Regions from separate parts of the Muntiacus reevesi genome. Here region 2 is linked to region 1. Evidence: chromatin contacts called from public Hi-C data. All regions are on one chromosome and are shown on one strand. Each heading gives the region's core, a stretch centred on a gene start, on an enhancer-like site or on the middle of the called end of the contact. The rest is flanking DNA. Distances are from core to core; before and after follow the strand shown.

The links. A called contact is a pair of places that touch in the nucleus more often than the background predicts.
Region 2: a Hi-C map of muscle shows a contact between it and region 1, with 5 times the contacts expected there. The contact joins the promoter of PCNA here to the promoter of WDR37 in region 1. A contact is called at or near these places in 2 of 3 Hi-C or Micro-C datasets (blood and muscle).

The regions. Positions count from the first base shown.
Region 1 is chr2:45,168,838-45,172,554 of mMunRee1.1, reverse strand. It overlaps WDR37 (WD repeat domain 37), which reads left to right and starts at 2,002. Exons shown (of 14, transcript XM_065921418.1): 1 at 2,002-2,136.
Region 2 is chr2:46,273,035-46,276,751 of mMunRee1.1, reverse strand. It overlaps PCNA (proliferating cell nuclear antigen), which reads left to right and starts at 2,062. Exons shown (of 6, transcript XM_065921464.1): 1 at 2,062-2,479; 2 at 3,618-3,715. The coding sequence starts at 2,259.

The DNA.
Region 1 (3,717 bases), core at 753-3,252:
GGGTTGGGAGGATCCCCTGGAGGAGGGCCTGGCAACCTTCTCCAGTATTCTTTCCTGGAGAATCCCGTGGACAGAGGAGCCTGGCGGGCTACAGTCCATGGGATCGCACAGAGTCGGACACAACTGAAGCGACTTAGCATGCTCGCATATTTAAGTTAATTCAGAATAATTTGTACTTTATTTTAGTCGATTTATAGTTTCTGCTGTACAGCAAAATGATAGTTTACACATTATTCAGTATAGGTTATTACAAGATGTTGAATATAGTTAGTTCCCTGTGGTACACAGTAAATCCTTGGATTCTATTTATATATAGTAGTGTATATGCTAATCTCAATTTATCCCCCCCCCCCCCTTTCCTCTTTGGTAGGCCTAAGTTTGTTGTGTGAGTCTATTTCTGTTCTGTAAATTAAAGTTCATTTGTATCATACTGTAGATAGTTGGATGGCATTGCTGACTCCTTGAACATGAGGGTGGATGTGAGTTTGAGCAACCTCAAGGAGTTGGTGATGAACAGGGAAGCCTGGCATGCTGCAGTCCATGGGGTCACAAAGAAATAGGACACGACTGGAGTGACTGAACTTAGAGCCAACCTACAAATATGTGTTTTGCTGACTTTCTTCACACTGTGACAATCTCTAGGTTCATTCTTGTTGCAAAAGGTTTCATTTTTTTAAAATTAGTATGCCATTGCGCACATGCATGCATGAGTGTATATACACATCTTTTTTATCCAGTGTGTATATACACATCTTTATCCATTGTGTATATGTGTGTTTATATATACACACCACGTCTTTTTTATCCATTCCATTTGTTGATGGACGTTCAGATTGCTTACGGGTATTGGCTATTGTGAATAGTGCTGCTGTGAACATTTGGGGGTACATGTATCTTTTGAAATTAACAATTTTGCCCACATATATGGCCAGTTGTGGGACTGCTGGATCATACGGTAGTTGTATTTTTAGTTTTTTAAGGAACCTCCACACTGTTCTCCACAGCAGCTGTACGGTTCCCTCTTCACACCCTCTCCAGCATTTACTGTTTGTGGACTTTTTGATGATGGCCATTTGGACCAGTGTGAGGTGGTACCTCATCGCAGTTTTGATCAGCACTTTATTAGGTTGGCTTGACGATCAGACAAGTTAACAAATATGTTAAGTGCCTGGCACACAGCGGCCCCCAAAGTGTTGATTCCTTTCCCCTATTTTTGTGACACTTCTTTACAGTCATTTTATTTCCAGTGACTTTTATAGAATTATAAATATAGCAGAGAAAACATTACCTCGGTTATAACAACAACATCCTAAGTTTCACCCAAACTGTTGATGCTTTGCTGCAAAATAAAACCACATATTAGCACCTGAATCAATTGGAGCTGATACTGTGGTTCACCCGGCATTCTACCTGCTCCCTCGCCCTGCAGAATGCCTTGGGCATATTAGGTCCCTAATAAAATTGCTAGTTGAATGGTAGGTAGCTACAACCACCAAACTTGAAAACCGCCCCCACTTCCAAAAAAAAACATTGAAACCCTCAGTTCACCTTATATAACTGATTCTAGCAATAAACTTTTATTATGCTGATATTGAAGTAATCTCGGGTTTTATTGCACAAACTTTGTGGCTATTCGAATCCCCAAATACGTCGAATTTGTTTCTTGTTCAACAATCGTACTAATGCTTCTCCAATTCGAATGATGAACTTTAGTCTGTATTTAAAAAAGTTCCCACGCGTCTGATTTCGTCTTTGCTTTAGGGCTTTAAGCTCCCAACTGGTTGTTCCTAGAGCAGAGGCCGCCTGCGCACCCTGTAATTTTTCCAACCTGTACAAGGACAAGAAGGCCATCAGGTCCCACCTTTCGCGGCGAGACGCTGTCTTTGTTTCGTCTCTGCAGCCAATGGCGAACACACACTTCATACCGGAGGCTGCAGGGGGTGAGTCACCCTCCGCAGATCCGCCGGGAAACGCGCGTAGCCGCCTAGCCCGCGCCGCCCCGGGAAGCGACGCCCGGGAAGCGGTTCCCGGCACACGAGGCGGTTCCGACTGGGGCCGGCGGCTCCAGAAACCCGACCTGGGTCCAAATGGACGCCGACCTGCGCCAGCCCGAGACGCCCTTGGGCCCCCGCCGCCGTGAGTACCCGCAGGTCCTCAGCGCCCCCGCGCCATGGGGCGCCCGCCGCTCTTTGGCCCTCCGCGGGGGCTTCAGATGGGGCCCCGACACCGCAGGGCGAGGACCGGGTGGTCCCGGGGCCTAGCTGTGTATTCGCCGCCGCCACGACCCACTTGAGGGCCGCCGCGACCCACTTGAGGATCCCCGCCCCCGCGGGCAGCGGGTGGGACTTCCTTTGGTGGCCTGGACTTCCGGCGGTGCCAGCCGCGGGGTGGAGGCGGGACTTCCCGTCGGGCCTGCGCGTGAAAGATAGCGGGAGGGATTTCCGGCGTGGGGCAGAGGCGGGGCGGGGACTTCCGGCGCCGGAAGTGTGGGGCGTTGGGCTGCCGGGTCTTGGGGCGGCGTCTAGGCGGGGACTCGGGGACCTGTGCGTCCGCGTCCGTGCCGCGCGCCGCGTGGCTCGGGAGACACGGGCGGCAGCGAACTGCCCGGCTGGCACTGCGCGGTGGCGGGCTCGGCGGCGGCGTGACAGGTGAGTGCTGGCCCGCCATCTTCAGTTCGGGACCGCAGCCGCAGGCTGTGCGGCGGCGGCGGCCTCCCTTGGGCGGGGTTGTCCTGGGGGGCCTCGCGCACCCTGACCTGGGCACTGATTCCGCGCCCCTCTCCGACCCCGAGCCCCGCCGGGTCTCGACGGAGTTGGAACGCGCACCCCTTGCCCAGAGCGGCTGGGGAGGCGGGTCCTTCGAGGCCCCCGGGAACCTCCCACCCGCGAGCGTGTCGGAGCCCGGGGTCCCCAGGCCCCATTGGGGGTGTGGAACCGCGCGAGGGGCGCCGCGACCTTGAACTGGAGCGACGGGCCGTGTCCAGCCTCGCGTCCTGCCGGGTGCTCGTACGGAGGCCCCGGCGCGTTTCCTTCCTTCCCGGGACCGGGCAGCCGCGCGCACCTGCTGTGCCTTGGCCGCGAGCTGACGCCCTCAGCCCCTTCCCCCGGGAGTACCGACGGCGCTCTGAATTCCCAAGTGCTGCTTCTAAGACGACGACTTGACAGTTAATAAGTTCATCCTTGATGCGAGCTTATTCTTTTAATAATTGAGGTCTTTAAATAGCGTTGGTGGTTTTCCGGTTAGAGATGCCCCCAGCCCAGCATCAGGTCCAGAACTGGTGAGCGTGCCTTCGACTGGGTCGACGACAGGACATCGTCAGCCTGTTTACCGAGGCTGGACTGCGGGGCTGCCTTTGGTTGATGTCACTCAGCAGCTGAGTTTGTCGTTTGTCTTCAGGAATTCAGTAAGGGTACTTTTACAGTGAAGTGCTATGAAAAACTCTACGGGCTTTTCAGCCACGTTTTGTATTATTAAATGCCACATGCAGAGTATAGCTTTTAACCTTTTTTTTTTGGTTGTAGCCTGTTATTAACGTTCATGACATTTACTATTTAGTCAGTGTTTTTCTTTGGCCAAAAGTGTTTAAAAACGACACTGAGTTTGGAATTGTGAGTATTGTTTTGTTTGTAGGGTATAGTAGGCATGTGACACGCAAGGGCAAACCAGTTGGGCAGAAGGAATGTTTATATTAAATTGATAAACTTGACCAGTAGGATA
Region 2 (3,717 bases), core at 813-3,312, 1.1 Mb before region 1:
TAAAGGAAGTTAGTGCTAGCATCAAAATTTACAAATGCATGACTGAGTCTTGGAATAAATTCCAGAAACAACAGAGTAGCACTCTTTTTAACATCATTTTATTTATTTATTTGTGGCCATGCTGGATCTTTGTTACTTTGTTACTTTCTCTCAGTGCGGCTAGTAGGGGCTACTCTTGGCTTCAGTCTCAGTGTGCTGGCTTCTCACTGTGATAGCTTCTTTTGTTTTGGAGCATGGGATATAGGGCACTCAGGCTTCAGTAGCTGCGGCTCCCTGGCTCTAGAGCACAGGCTCAATAGCTGTAGTACATAGATCGTTGTTCCAAGGCATGTGGGATCTTTCAGGATTAGGCTCGAACCCAGAGGTCATACACCAGTAGGTGACTGCATCACTAAGCCACCATAGAAGCCCAGTATCACTCTTAAGAATGCTGCGTCATTCACAGCCTTGACAACGGTGATATATGGAAAAACAGCAGTTATTAGCAACTGACTGAGAAACTGAATGTTAAGATATATTACGAGAGCTTTTATATATGTGTGCTTTTACATATATATTATATATAATATGTGTGCATCACATGCACAAGATATATGATACAAATGTTTTGAAAAGTCAAAGTTCTAGGATAATAACAAAACAGAAAATCTAAATGATAAATCAGGATAGTCTCATATTTTATTTTCTTGTGCTACATCTTACAATTGAAGGTATCTTAAATTCAATTAAAGACACATCTAATAGAAATACTAGAGGGAGAGCATTGAGTAGGGAAAGGCAATTTTTGAAACCATAATGGTTGACAATATTCTAGACTTGATGAAATGCGTGAATCTTTTGGCTGAGGAATACAAAAATTCCATGAACAGGATAAATAAAACCAAATCCACACCATACATGGTAGAAAGGCTAAAGAATTCTACAGACCAAGGTAAAACATAAGAAGCAACTAAAAAGAAATGCTGTAAACAAAGGAAAAAACAAAGGGGGAATATTTATAATAGGGAGATGATTAATATATGAAATGCTTTTAATCAATAAGAAAAAAGTTTAATAGAAAAAATATAAACATGCAATGGTCAAGAACTGTATGAAAGATATCCAATTTGCACCAGTCTTTTAATATGCAAATTGAAATTTCCACACAAATGAGCACAGATTTAAAAATTAGATTGCTAATAACTAAAGTTAGAAAAATTAGGGGCAAGGAACATGCTCATAGTCTTGGCTGGAATGTAATTTACAATCTTTTAGAAGTCAACTTGGTTAACATTTATCAAAAATTTAATGCGTATGCTCCTCTATCCAGCAATACTACTTCAAGGAGTTGCCCGAATTACAAGAGATTGGCAATTAGGTTAGGTTACATTTGTAGGATATGATGCCATCTTTTTAAGAGGTGCTGATAAACAAAACATGAACGTGGCATAAAATTAAACATACTTTAGTAAGCACTTTGCTGAATTCTTTATGGCATGAACTCATTTTCATTTTTTAAAATATATAAACTTGTAGAGGAAAAAAAACTTAGAAAGTTACATACAGTAAATGATATCAATTTGTGTGTAGGTGGCGGAGGAGGTTTAAGAGCTGGTGGTGAGGAGCTGTCTGTTTTTTTAATCATAACTGTACCTCCCTTAAAGCACCTACACTCTTCAGGCTACAAGGTGGCTTTTCTTCCTAAAGAGTCAGACAAACTGATACGACTGAGCACACAGGCTGGATTTACGTTTCACTCACGGCTGTAAATTTTCTACCCCTCAAGCGGGAGGCTGACGAGGCACCAGAGTCGCCGCTCATCGACCATTCCCGCCCAGTCTAGGACCGATTTTCACACTCACATGGACTCCTCTAACGGGTGCCGTAATAAGACAAAAAGGCCCGAACTCCAGCGCACGCCTATGTGCGGGGCCTCCGAAACACTCCGCCCCTGCCCCGCCCCCATGCCTGCATCCTCCAATGGGTGTTCGGGGTGGGGCGGGTTTCGTGCAGTGCAGGGACAAGACTGGTTCTACAGTCTCTCCGCCCAGGCAGCGGGAGGGCAGCGTGATGACGTATCAACAAGGGGCGCGGGGGCGTAGCGCGCGCTAGCAGACGCGGCAGTATTAAACGGCTGCAGGCGCGGCGAGTTGTTAGTGGCTTCCTTCGTCTTAGGCGCTCGTAGTCGTTTTCCGCCTCTCGCTCTCATCCTGTGAAGCCTAAGCCGGCTACACCTTCCTCACTCCTACCTGTAGCCGTGTCATTGCGACTCCGCCACCATGTTCGAGGCGCGCCTGGTCCAGGGCTCCATCTTGAAGAAGGTGCTGGAAGCGCTTAAGGATCTCATCAACGAGGCCTGCTGGGACATCAGCTCAAGTGGCGTGAACCTGCAGAGCATGGACTCGTCTCATGTCTCCTTGGTGCAGCTAACCCTTCGCTCCGAGGGCTTCGACACTTATCGCTGCGACCGCAACTTGGCCATGGGCGTGAACCTCACCAGGTGAGCTCCAAAGCCTCGGGCATCCGGGCCTTGGTCCACTCCTACGTCTGGCTCTTGGCGGGAGCTCCGACGAGCCGGGCCCTCATTGGCTGGCGTGGGCCATCTGCGTCTTCTCATTGGCCTGCTGCGGAGTGAGGGTGGTGGCGGGACCCAGCAGAGCGCGCGGTTTGCAAAGCCCGCGCTGGCTGCAGCGCGAACAGCGAACCGGCTGTTTTCCGCGCCAAAGTCACAAAGCGGGTGGTGGCGGGAAAATGATGGACTTTGCGGTGCCAGGAAAAGACTGTTGCAGAACGCTTTGGTCATTAAGTGCAGGCGACTTGGACGAGAAACCTTGGTCCTGGTTGACTTTATAGTGTATCCTAGTTCTGTCACCCTATCTAGGGACCAGAGTATTTCTTTTTTTACTGCAAAGTTGCGGTGAGCACCCTAAGATCCTGGACTTGAAAACTTTCTCCAGGGCAGTGGCGTTCAACTTTTGAAATACACATATTTAAATCTTAAAGCTTATGATAAATACCATGTTGACAGCTTAAAGCTTATGATAAATACCCATAGTACATGCAGTGTACTTTAATAGGTGTATTAGGTCATTTTTAAAGATAGTTGGCCCGATAATTTACTTCACCCACCAAAAGGGATTTGAAATTCATAAAATATTGTTCTTTTATTTATATCCAGAAGCGAAATTGCTCTTGGTATATTGTGGGCCTTTGGGGTATAAATACTGCCAGATTGCATTCCAATATGCCTGGACCGGCTTGCATATCCCCCGTGCAGTACGTTTTCCTAACTCCCCAGTCTGACAGATGGCGTACTGGTTAAGGGTTTCCCTGGTGGCTTACTAGTAAAGCATCCCTTTGCCAATGCAGGAGATGGGGGTTCGTTCCCTGGGTAGAGAAGATCCCCTGGAGAAAGAAATGGCAACCCACTCCAGTATTCTTGCCTGGGAAATTTCATGGACAGAGGACCCTGATAGGCTACAATCCAGGAGGTTGCAAAAGGGTCGAACACCACTTGGGGTCTAAACTACAGCAGCTAAATGGTTAAAAATGGTAACTCCTGATTTTAATTCCATTAGAAAACTAACGATCTTGAGAAGATGGTGTTGATTTAAAACCCTTTGTCTTCTCTGTTTTAGCATGTCCAAAATACTAAAATGTGCTGGCAATGAAGACATCATTACCTTACGAGCTGAAGATAATGCAGACACCTTGGCACTAGTATTTGAAGCTCCAAGT